Linked DNA regions of Ovis aries: region 2 is linked to region 1. A link is a contact called in public Hi-C data. All regions are on one chromosome and are shown on one strand. Each heading gives the region's core, a stretch centred on a gene start, on an enhancer-like site or on the middle of the called end of the contact. The rest is flanking DNA. Distances are from core to core; before and after follow the strand shown.

Evidence for each region. Hi-C and Micro-C count contacts between places; a contact is called where the count stands out from the background.
Region 2: a contact with region 1 is called in a Hi-C map of blood, with 3 times the contacts expected there. The contact joins the enhancer-like site here to the promoter of LBH in region 1. A contact is called at or near these places in 2 of 16 Hi-C or Micro-C datasets (both in blood).

Annotation. Positions count from the first base shown.
Region 1 is chr3:37,079,574-37,085,648 of ARS-UI_Ramb_v3.0, forward strand. It overlaps LBH (LBH regulator of WNT signaling pathway), which reads left to right and starts at 1,808. Exons shown (of 3, transcript XM_060413843.1): 1 at 1,808-1,996; 2 at 5,289-5,391. The coding sequence starts at 5,314.
Region 2 is chr3:37,186,311-37,192,407 of ARS-UI_Ramb_v3.0, forward strand. No RefSeq gene overlaps it. Among named protein-coding and RNA genes, the nearest start is that of LBH, 110 kb to the left of the region's middle. Within about 2 kb of position 4,536, at least 7 of the 54 cell types and tissues checked have an H3K27ac peak or open chromatin away from gene starts, as enhancers often do.

The sequences.
Region 1 (6,075 bases), core at 558-3,057:
GCAGGAGACAGAGATGCTGGTTTGATCCCTGGGTCAGAAAGATGCCCCGCAGGAGGACATGGCAACCCACTGCAGTATTCTTGCCTGGAGAATCCTATGGACAGAGAAGCCTGACGGGCTACAGTCTATAAAGTTGCAAAGAGTCAGATACTGACTGAAGCGACTTAGCATGCACATGCATGCACGCATGGCTGTCATACTTGTATCAGAGTTTAGCCCCCTGCTTCCCATATTTTCAAATGAAGGAATATGTCACAAGGATCCAGAGGAGAAACGGAAAGTATAGATTTGAGGTCCCAACCCAAAGACTACTTTCAACTCCATCCTAAGAAATGGATGAAATTTAGCTAAAACTGGTATTAATACAAAGTTTCCCCAAGAGGAGCATAAGATAATTACCTCAATGTTCTCCAATGCAGGAAAATTTTCCAGAGACCAGATAGGCCAGATATCTGCTGGTGGGGGCCTTACTTCCCATCCTTTTCTCCAAATGAAGCCATTTTGACACTAAGGAGTGTATAAGTGTGTGTGTGGGTGGGGGGGGGGTAGCTTTCTGAGTTTTGAGAGTTTCATAAAGCAATAATGACAAAGATTCAACACAGGGCTGTTGGTTGTGTAAGTGGTAAGACAGCCCTTCATGCCAGGCTTTGCCACGGATTGTTACTGAGGAGAGATGGCAGAGAGCACCCAGGCCCTGGCTCAGGAACTCTTGTTTAGGTGCCCAGAAAGTCCAGGCTGGAAACCAGGTCTCCAATCACCGGCTTCTACTTGGGCAGAGTAGATGACATGTCACCCTCACAGGCATCCTTTGAGAAGCTTCCCTACCTTGCAGACAAGGCGCAAACAGCGCCCCCTGTCGGCAGAAAGCGCACACTTGGAATCTGACCCCCACCCACCCCCATGACACCTGCCCAGAGAAGCATCATCACCCTCAGCAGGATACTACCGTCAAAGGAGCAGAATGAAGGTGGTACTTGGCAGCTGAAATCAATTTCTGATAGATCTTGTGGGGTAGGCGTGGAGGACAAGTTGGTGAGAAGCTCCTGAATTTCTCTGGTTGGGAAGAGCAACTAGGGATCTGGCCTGGAGGCACATTTTCACAGGAAGTCCTTTGTTTTTATTCAGATTATATATATGAATGACTAAAAAGAGCAAAATTGGTTTTCATGTAGTTATTCTTGTACATTCTTATAGATTATTTTTATTTGGGTTGGTTTGAGAGAGTTGATCAAATTATGAGGGCCCCCTCATGACACTGCCACTGTCAAAACCTCACCGTTAATCCTATCCTCCTTTACCCGAGATAAACCTGATGTTTCTACTTTTAAGTACAAACATATGGACCCAATACATTCACTATCTTGCAAAGAGCTGAGTTCAACATACACTTCATTTTACCTAGTTTGGGATACCTTCCTTCCCCACCTCCCCCTACCGCCCCACAGACATCCTCTGTACACTTGTCAGGGTTATGAAGCTATTTCACAGGAGTCTTTGAGGCAGAGGTGTGAAGCAACGCACTCCAGCCACAGAGGGGCAGACTCCACCCCTGCTATGGGGGCTGCTCTGCAGCCTGAGAGCCCTAGAGCCTCCCGGCGGCGGCACCGCAATTCCTGGGCAGGGTGGGAGGGTTCGGCTGAAGCTCTTTTGTTTCTTCTCCTTGGAGCAGATCTGCGAGCCCAGGCTGGTGGGTGGTGTGTTCTTGTGCGGCGCGTTCCGCAGCACCCCCGGTCCCCCGCCCGCCGGCCGAGTGTGTATGTGTCCAATGGAAAAAAACCCTACGACGACACCACATCTTTTCTCACCCAGATCAAACCCTCCACGGCTCCCAGCGCTGCAGACCAGCCCCTTGCAAGCTAACGTGACCCGCCGCGGTCGCCCCAGCTCCGCGCACCCTCCCACCTTCCCACCGCCTCTTTTGGAGTTGTGCTCTCATTTCCACGCAGCTTCCCGGGGGACAAAAGAGACGCGCCTCGCCTCGGGCGCAGCGATCCAGGTGCTGCGGGAGAGGATGCCAGGGAAAGGCCTAATCTGGGGGAGCGGGGGTGAACCCCAGGTGTGGGCTGGGGACGGCGCGTGGGTGCAAAAGAGGGCGCTGGTTGAGGGATGGCGCCCTCCCCCAGGGCAGGGCGGCCGCGGAGCGGTAGTGTCCAGAGCGGGCCCCGGCGCCCTCCTCACGCCACAGTCCTCAGCCCAGAAGACCCTGGGGTGTGTGCAGCGAGAGGGGCGCGGACGCCTGCGGGATTGTTAAGCGGGTAGCGGCGTTGACATTGAACTCAGGTCCTAGTGCGTGCGTGCGGGTGTGCGCGTGCCCATGTCCACGCGCGTGTTTGCGTGTGTGAGTGGTGGGGTGGGGGCCGGGCTAGAAAGCTGCAGCAAACCACGGCCCTTGCGGAGCGGAGCCGAGCGCGCCCCCCAGCCGCCGCCAGCCGGAGCTGCGAGCGCTGAAGCCATTCATGATTTTGGTGACGTTATTCCAGGAGTGGGAGAGGGAGGGCGTGGCCTCCTGGAGCCGAGCCCCGCCCCCGCCCCTATAAATACCGCTTCCCGGGCTCTTTGTGGGGCCGCGAGCTCGTCTGCGCTGCCGACATCGCTGGTAGTGGGGCTGTCTCCCGGAGGCGGACCAGCGAACGCCCAGTGCCGGCGCCCGGCAGCCTGGCGCCCCTCTCTGCGCCCCTGACATCCTTACCCAGGACGCAGTGACTGTGTTTAAATCACAAGGGCGTGGGTCAGGCTACCCTAGGACTTCATGTCTGTTTATTTCCCCATTCACTGGTGAGTATCTTCTGCACTCTCTGCGGGCATCCGTCTCGCGGCCGTGGCTGCTGGGCCCCGGGGCGTCTGCTCGTACCGGCTGGGTTGGGAGGGCAGCGGGCGGCATGCGGGCACCGGGCACTAACCAGCCGCCCAAGCCCGTGCAGGAGTCAACGTCAAGGTTGCCTAGGTGGGGGTGGTGGTGCTGCTGCTGAGAGCATCCAGACAAAGGAAGTGAACTCGCAGCCTTCACTTAAGTGACGGCTGGGAGGGTGTGTGTACGGTCGCGGTGGGGTGGAAGAAGAACCAGAGGCCAGGGCTGAACCCGACTAATAAAACCCCCTCTCTGCGGAGGGCTGCGCCCGGCCTGGCGCAGGGGGCTCCAGCTCTTCCCGGCCCCTCCCCTTCTCCTTTTTGTTTGCATGCAAGTCTTGGCGTCGAGGCCCGCGGCCGCCAGGCTGAGCTGGTGCAGCGGCCGTGTTTGCAGAGCTCCGAGGGGTGGGGAAAACGCCCTCTCCACGCAGAACTCGACTGAAGCCACAAGCAGCCGCACAATCACTTGCTACATCTCTCGATCCCTTTCCTCTCCACAGCTCCTTAACCCGACGCGCCTTTCTGGGGGCCGAGGCTGGGGAGGAGCCGCCCTCCCCGCTCCCCCGGGCTCGCCTGGATGAGCCCGGGCCGGGCAGCGGAAGGCGCAGGTTTGCACCAAACCTGAGATCGGGGCTGGGAGGGATGCGTCCTAGGCGCCCGGCGGGTTGAAGAGCTAGCCCCTGGCCGCTGGGACTTGCGTGCCGGCTGCTGCTTCCTTCCTGCGCTGAGAAGAGGAAGAGCGGTCAGGGGGCGAGCGCTGGCGGCCCCGAGCGCTCTCTCAGGTGCGGGCGCAGAGAGCCCGGCCCCGCAGGCTCCAGCTCCGCGCAGTCCTGCTCAGCTCAGAAACCGGAAAGTTCACGCTTCTTGCTTCAACTTTTCGGCCCGGCGCCGAGAGAGGAGTGAACGCTGGGACATCAGGCTGAGAGCCCGGCGAGAGTCGGGTGGGCACTAGCCTTACCCGAACCTAGGAGGAAACTGACTTTGGAGTCCTAGTCCCTGACCTCAGACTTGCCCGGAAGCCTAGCATCCTCTCTTAGTCTCCCCTCCCTCAACCCAGCCTGCTTGTTTAGAAAAGAGACTGCATTCTCAAAAGAGAGTGAAAATCCCCTCACCCCTGAGGCTTGCTGTGCCCTCCTGCGGAGGACCCCTTCCGTCCTACATCCAGGTACCATATGGGTGAGACTCGAAAGGCCGTTGGAGGCTGTGTTCCCCTGACCACTCAAAACTCACCGAGTTGTGTGTCAAGGCCCATCAGGGTTATTGTCCCCTGAGAGATGAAGGTTGGGCCTCACTTTACAGTTGATTAGCATTTCATGGTTGTAGTGCCCCACCCCCACCCTGTGGAGCCCTGTGAGCATAACTGTGAAACTGTGAGCTCTGCATTAGTGTCATGGTAACTAACAGGGCACCTGTGGCTCAGAGAGGGTGTATGACTTGTTCAGAATCACACCGCACTTGAGTGGCTTACCTTGGACCAGAATCTATTGCTTTTGTTTCCAAATCCAGTGCCATTTCTACGCTATGTAGAAACTGTAAAGTGAAAACGAGTTTGGTACCCCTGTTTCCTTAGCTGTGGTCTTTCTAAAGCCTACCCTACTTTTTATTTTTAACCATGTATAAAGGCATGATGGTGAAAATGTTGAGTGTTGTGTAGCGAGTACGTTGGCATTACACATTCGGGACCCTGTACGTGCCCATGGCTTGTGTGAGGATAATGGAACGCTTGTATCCTGCTTACAGAGTACAAAGCACTTTCACATGTCAGCCATTGGTGGGCCAACTTGGCCCCTCTGGAAATTTCCTTTGCAATCAGAGTCCGGGCATCCTTAAGGCTTTTAATCCAGGGGATGTTTTTCAAGCTGTGAGCTTTCAGCTGCTGTGGCAAGGGCTAGAGAAAGGGCTTGGATGGCAGATGTGAAGCTTGGGGAAAGCTGACCCCTTGGGGCTTTATGTGGGACATTTTGCAAAAAGGAACACTAGAGAGACATAGAAATTTAGGAAGGCAGCAGTACTGGACTTGGTTTCCCTGAGGTTGGCCTATTATCATTATGTAATAGCAATATTCGTTTTCAATAGAGATGGGTTGAATTGGTTTTAATGTAGACAGACGGCCTCCGCTACTTACTGTTTTGGGGTTTTTTCTAGTTCTGTCACTTAAAAGAAAATTCAGAGTCATTTTGTGCCAGTGGGGACTAGTACAGGAGAGGAGGAAAGAGGAGGTTTGCCAGAGTGGTTTTCAGACAATGGGCTTTTTTGAAAGCCCTGATGCTCTGGGCTTGTAAGGCGCTTCCTCAGGGTATGAGCTTGTTTTTCTGTGAGATCTGTTTTGAACACCTCTCATCCTCCTTCCAGACAGTTTCCTGATTTAACAGCAGAAGGCACGAGAGGAGGAATGTGAAAGTGTGTATGTTTGTTGACTTTTGTTCTGGGTTTCTTGGCAGCCCTGACTATCTGAGATCAGCCGAGATGACTGAAGTGATGATGAACACCCCATCCATGGAAGAAATTGGCCTCAACCCCCGAAAAGATGGCCTTTCCTACCAGGTGAGTTCAGTACAGCTTCCCTTCTGGCTTCTTAGAGCCTAGTGGCTTTTGCTGGGGCTGGTGGTAGACTTGGTTCTGTATCCCACTGCTGTTTGTAAGATCTATGTGCCCTTGAGAAAGTTCCCGAATGCCAATAAGCCTCAATTTCTTCATCTGTAAAATGGGACAACAGTCGTTCTTACCTCATAGAATTGTGAAGATTCAACATGATGAAATAACATGGGTAAGGCAGTCACAGTACCTGGGACACAGTAAGTGTTCAGAAAGCGTGAGCCAGTTCTTAATTAGTCATCCTGGCTGCTGCGAACTCTTCCCTTTATGGTGGCAAAGGGGGAGGTGATTTGTGCAGTCAGTTCAGACCAGAACTTCCCTCCCCAGGGAAGCCTTGGGCAGTAGTAACATTGCTGTGAGGGGCATCTTATGAAGAAGGATGGTCTGGTGGAGGAATTGCTGTGTCAAATGCTGCTCTCTTCCTCTGGCTGATGGTTGATCAACTGATTCCAACACGGTTAGTGTTCAAACTACTTAGAGTTGAAGAGACCTTTCCCCAAAGGGTAGCTCTCTCAAGGATGTGATTGCCAGCATCCAGCACAGAGATTATCCTGTGTGGTGGATCCAGAATATATAAGGACCGAAAGGGTGGTCTGAGTAATGCCTTCAGATTCTCAGGCCCGTGCTCTTTCT
Region 2 (6,097 bases), core at 3,286-5,785, 110 kb after region 1:
GTGACGAGGACAATATAGATTTGCCACTGTGTTTGCTCTTGGGACCTGAGCTTAGCAAAGAGGTGGATCTTGAGATGAAGAGGGTCAGGAACTACTCACAAAAAGCCAAGCCTTAAATACACGTGAGTCCGCCCCATGCAATTGAATTCCCATTCTTTAATGAGGTTGCTGCATAGTCACCATCAAGGAAAATGGCCTTGGTGGTTTTGAGTTCTGTTAGCTTTTGACTCCAAATTGCCTCTCCCAAGCTCCTGAGACTTCAGAGCATCCCACTTGCTTTCTGGTTCTCCATCCTGCCCAAACGCTCCACTCCAATTAGTGAAAGTTTTGGTTGCAAGCAACAGAAACAAACTATGGTGAACTCAAAAGGGAAAACCATTTCTTGGAAGGGTATTGGGTCACTCACAGAATCAACCAGAAGGCTGAAGAACAGGGTAGAGGCAGGAATCAAGGATGACATAGGCCCAGCCACCTCCATTACAGGAACAGTCAGCCAGGGCTGCTGCAGCAAACTCCACTGCTGCAGGGCCCCTTGCTGCCCTGCTGGAGCCCATCACCATAAACACTTAGCAGCCCCCAACTCTCAGCTGCAACACCGCTGCCAGGAATTATCCCTGATAGGCCCTGGAGACTGCATGGACTCTCTAGATTCCAACTCCCTGCTCATACTCTAGCTGTCAGGGGTGAGGAGAGAGGCAGTCTCTCCCCCATGCAACTTCCATAGTTGGAAAGGCCTTGCTGCTCATTGGTTTTGTTATTTCCCTGCAAATCAAAAGGAGTGAGGGGAGGTAAACATATGGAAAACCTGCCTTACTGCAGATTCCCCTGAGAGGCAGACATCGTCTCTGTTGGATGGAGAAAGGTGGCTCATTCCTCTGCCAGGGTTTCTCAATCACATAAACACATAATTTCCACTTTAGCTAAGCAAATTTAAGTGTAGTCTGTGTCATGCGCAGCCAAAAGAATCCTGACTCTTACTTCCATCTTCCTACCCATAGTTCTCAACCAAGGACAGCCTGGCCCCTCAGGGGACCTTTGGGAATGACTGGCATTTGTTTGCCACTCAGTGAATGTTGGCTAAGGATGTTGAGCATCCTGAAAGGCGCAGCACAGTAAGACACAGTAAGAACTGTCCTTACTCAAATACCAACAGTGCGCTGTCCGGAAACACGGCACCCACATCAACCCTGACTGGCATCACTGGTCTGTCTCTTCAACTCCGTCTACCCACTGAGGTTAGCGGTGGCTTCATTATTTTCTCAAGTCAGAGCAGAACTGTGGCCGGTTCCTCACAGTTGGCATTGGGAATTTGCCATCCCTGATTACAGACTTATTCCTTTTTTTTTTTTTTTCCTGGAATAGCTAAGGAAACTGAGATAAGGAGAAGAAGCAGAGTTTATCCAAGGTCATGCAACTCAACGCAGATCCAGTTCTCTGGCCCCAGCTGAGAGCTCTTTCCACACCACCCTGCCGCCCTTGCTTGTTCTTTTCTTTGAGGCAGACTTAGATAATCCGGACTGGCTTTGAAGTGTTTCCAGGAACCTCTCTGAGAGCTTCCTGGTGATGGCTCACAAGCTGGAGGCAGGGCCCTGGGCCCCCGGGTGCCACCTGCAGATGCCGGCAGCAAGAGAGAGAGAGGGACTGTCTGCAGAAGAGGCTGAATTTTGTGGGCAGCTCTGGCAGCCAGCAAAAGGGATCAAGAGGGAGCTGGAGTCTCACTCCAGAGAGGGTGAGGGCTGAGAATGATTTGCAGAGACTTGAAGCAGTTGCTTCAACCAGATAATCACACAGGAACTAATTAGCACCTTCCTTCCCAGCACAGCCCTCTGGGGGCAGGAAAATGCTCAGTGGAGAAGAGAAATCCATTAATTACTTTATCAGGAAGCACTGATAAGCACCCGAGAAAGGTATTGCTCCAAGGCTCCCAGCTAATTAAAGAGGTCTGCAGGGTGAAGGGCTGTCTGTCTCACCCCAGAGAGTAGCTGTCACTTTGAGCCTGAGCCTGGCCCGCAGCCCCAGCCTGCTAGTGACTAAGGGCTCTGCACCCCCCACCCCCACCCCCTCACCGCCAGGGAGACTCTGCCCTTGCAGTTTTGCAACCCCCAGACTGTTTCAGGGAGTCTGCTGGCTGCAGTGCCCACCCCAGCTCACTGGAGAGTAAGGGGTCCTCAGGGAGGCGGTCTGGGTTATTTCCCAAGACGTCACACAAAGAATGCCACGAGGGTTTGAGGTGGTGCATGCCTCCTCTCACTGGCGTTATCATCATTCCATTTTGTGGAGGAGGAAAATGAGGCTCAGAACACGTAAAATGTCTAGTCAGGGACCGCTTGGGTAGGAAGATGCCAAAGCCCAACTTGAACTCAGATCTCTAGCACAAAGTCTCATGTTATTTCCCTCATGCTCTGATATCACTCTGTAGGGTCCAGAGAGAATGCTTGCAGCCAGGCAGCCCTGGGCTCCAGTCCTAGGCTCCTTCCTTCTTTGGTGCTTAGGGCCAATTCCTTCATTTCTTTGAGCCTTGGTATCCTCGCCAGTGAAATGGGATTAACAACACCTACTGAAATGGTTATGAGGAAAAGCATATGTCACAAGATGACACAGAGATCACCTAGAACAAAGGCTGGTGGTGCATTATTTAATGCACCACGGTCTTCCCGGGTGGCTCAGATGGTAAAGTATCTGCCTGCAATGCGGGAGATGTGGGTTCAATTCCTGGGTCATGAAGATCCCCTAGAGGAGGACATGGCAACCTATTCCAGTATTCTTGCCCAGAGAATCCCATGGACAGAGGAGCCTGGTGGGCTATAGTCCATGGGATCGCAAAGAATCAGACATGACTGAGTAACTAACACTTTCACTTAATGCACCAGTTTTCAACATGATTTTTAACTGCAAAAGTTTCTGTTCAAATGCAATCTTACAGAGATGCCCAGTGTACAAATAGCTAAAAGTAGAACTTCTCTGGAAGGAGGGTGATGCATGGCTCAACCCTACTCCCCACTGCATTCTTCTCTGCACCGGGAATCCCTCAGAGCACAGCTGGACAACCTGGATCTGAGATGAGCAGGACACTCTGAGGTCTCAAGGGTCTCTGCATGAACACATTTTTTATCGTGTCCTTTTAGCTCACAGAGGACAATAATAGCCAGCCATCCTCAGCCCATATGTTGAAGCTCTTCTCCCAGAAATGGGTAATGGATTTACACAAACCCCTTCTGCCTTGTTCCCAGATGGTTACCTGGCCAGGGAAGAGGGAGGAAACGTTATCTGCATAAATGAGACCAAACCTGTGACCTTGGCAGCAATTGCTTAGCCCCCAGGCTAGGCAGCCATGCATCCTCTAAGGTGATAGATGTCTACATTTTGGGTAGACACATTTCTTTCTGGCCTTCTCAGGAAGCAAATCATCACAATAATAATAGCATATTGCACTAGACAATGATAGAATGGCCTAGAGAGGGTGGGATGCCTTTCCTAGGGACATATTCCAAGACAAGAGCTGGGTTGGGAATGGCTGAGGCCTGGATCCCAGATGGTAAAATGTTAGGAAAACACACCCTGATTTCTCAGAAGACGTGTGGAGTAGAGACCATCACCCTTGCAAAACCCAATTGTGGAAATTTCCTGGATCCAGAGTTAAACATTCATTTCTGTTATTTACCAAAGGTGGCCCAGAATCAGTAGCTGTATTGACCTTCTTGGAGGTGGGGATGGAGGGAATGGGATGGGAAAGGAACATGTGTAATGGATTCTTCCTGCTGGGGATTCAGTTGTGATTATTGTTATTATCACAGCTGGCCATTATAACCCATGGATATTTGAACATCTTCCTCTGCCATCTTGGTTGCTCAAAATTCAACTAATATCAATGGAATGTCCACATGTTGACTAGGTGTCTGGTACTTGCTGGGCACATCTTAAGTATTACTTCATTTAATCCTCAAAACTTTCCAGCAATTCAGGGACTCTTTTTACAATTTATGGACATGAAAGTGAGGCTCAGAGAGGCATGGCGCCATAGCCTTGGCCTCACAGCTATTGGGTGCCCAGGTCTGTTGAGGTTAAATCCAGTGTTCTTTCAAGCCTTCTCCATCAAAGTTTTCCAGAAAAATCCCACCTGTGTTCTGCTATTCTAGATACTGTCCAGAAAAACAGCCTAGAGGAGCAGAACTGGAGAATGGGCAGACCTGAGTCCTAGTTGGCTCTAATTTTAACCAGCCACCCCCTTTCTCTAGGTCTCCGTGTTCTCATCTGTGAAGCAGAGGGAGTGGTTCTCTAAGCCACTTCCTGCTCTGCTCGCTCCACCCCATGGCTGCCCGTGCATATCTGAGGCCGCTGTGCTTGCTTCTGCATCTCAGGCCGATGTGTTTAATGTGTCCATGGGCTCCCACGGAGGGATGCCAGGCCTGCTTCCTCCATCCCCTTGAGCGGTTGCTACTCGCCTGAATTCCCAGCTCAGCAGAGACCAGTCAAGCTGCATTCTGGGGAAGTTAGGAAGGAGTCACCTGGAAGGTGGCACGGCCCCCTGGTGGCTGTGAAGGAGGCAACCACAGGTGCCTCCGCGGAGGGCTTGCTCCAGCAGCCATCTGCAGTGGGTGCTCCCACACCAGGAGCCCAGGGGATGTTTTCATGAAGTCAACACACCTGTCCCTGAGAGCATCAATGCCCCCACCCTGTTCTCAGCAGTAGAAGAGTCGCTGGACTGAGGCACAGACAAGGGCAGTGGTGAGGCAGAAGGGAACCACTTTGAAAGGTCAAGTCAGTTCCAGGAGTTTATTAGTAAAAGCAGGCACTTGGAGCTGTCAGGGGCACAATACAAGCAAAACAGCCATGGTCCCTGCCCTCGTGGAGCTTCGTGTGATAAGGGGAGGAAACAGACAATAAACAGGTAACTAACTAACTAGCTAAATATGTGATACCAAGTTGAGGAAAGTGCTAGAAGTCAGAAGCAGAGTGAATGGTGGATAGCGGGATGGGAGTGACTGTGGGAACTGAGGGGCAAGCTTCTACTGAAGCAAAGTTGTCAAGGAAGCTCTATTTGAATTCAAAGTCAAGGAGCCAGCTGGACCAAATGTTGGGGGAAAGCCTGAGGCAAAGTCAAAAGCCCAACACAGGGGTCAGCAGACTTTTCTCTGTCAAAGCCAGATAGTAAACACAGGAGGTGTCATAGTCCCCAATGGTCTGTATTGCTATTGTTCTAATAAAACTTGACAAAATAGAAGCAGTCTTTATGGTGTCAGCTGGTGCCCTAAAACAAGAAAGCACTGGGTCTGTGTCAGGAAAGAAGGAGGCTGGTGTTAGCCAGCCTCAGCTCATTGTTAGGGAACGAGGAGGACAGGGTCTCAAGAGAAAGAAGAGAGAGAGAGGAGGAAGAGTGTGGAGAACTTTGTCCATCAAGATAAAGAGTTTGACTTTGTTTCTAAAGGCACTGGAATGCCAAGGTAAGTTTTCAAAGCAGCAAAGAAACATGATTTGGTTTTTATACTTTTAAAGAGATTACTCTGGCTGCTGTGTGGAAAAAGAATTGGAAAGAGGAAAGAAGGGACACAGGAAGACCCTTAACCTTGTACAGTAGTTGAGGGAAAGACACTGGAGGCCTGGCCCTTTGGGTGGGATCAGGAACAAAGGCAGGGACATGGGCTGTGACTTCGAGTCATGTCTCACAGGGGTCAATGTTAAGACCTCACTCTAGTTGACTGTTTTTTCCAAACGATAGGGAATACACAGAAATAGTCTATAAGCTACAGTCAAAGCTATGGTCTTTCCAGTAGTCATGTACAGATGTGAGAGTTGGACCATAAAGAAAGCTGAACACTGAAGGATTGATGCTTTCAAACTGTGGTGCTGGAGAAGACTCTTGAGAGTCCCTTGACAGCAAGGAAATTGAAACAGTCAATCTTAAAGGAAATCAACCTTGAATATTCACTGGAAGGACGGATGCTGAAGCTCCAATACTTTGGCCACCTGATACAAAGAGCCAACTCATTGTAAAAGACCGTGATGCTGGGAAACATTGAGGGCAGTAGGAGAAGGGGGCAACAGAAGATAAGATGGTTGGGTGGCATCATCAACTCAGTGGACGTGAGTCTGAGCAAAC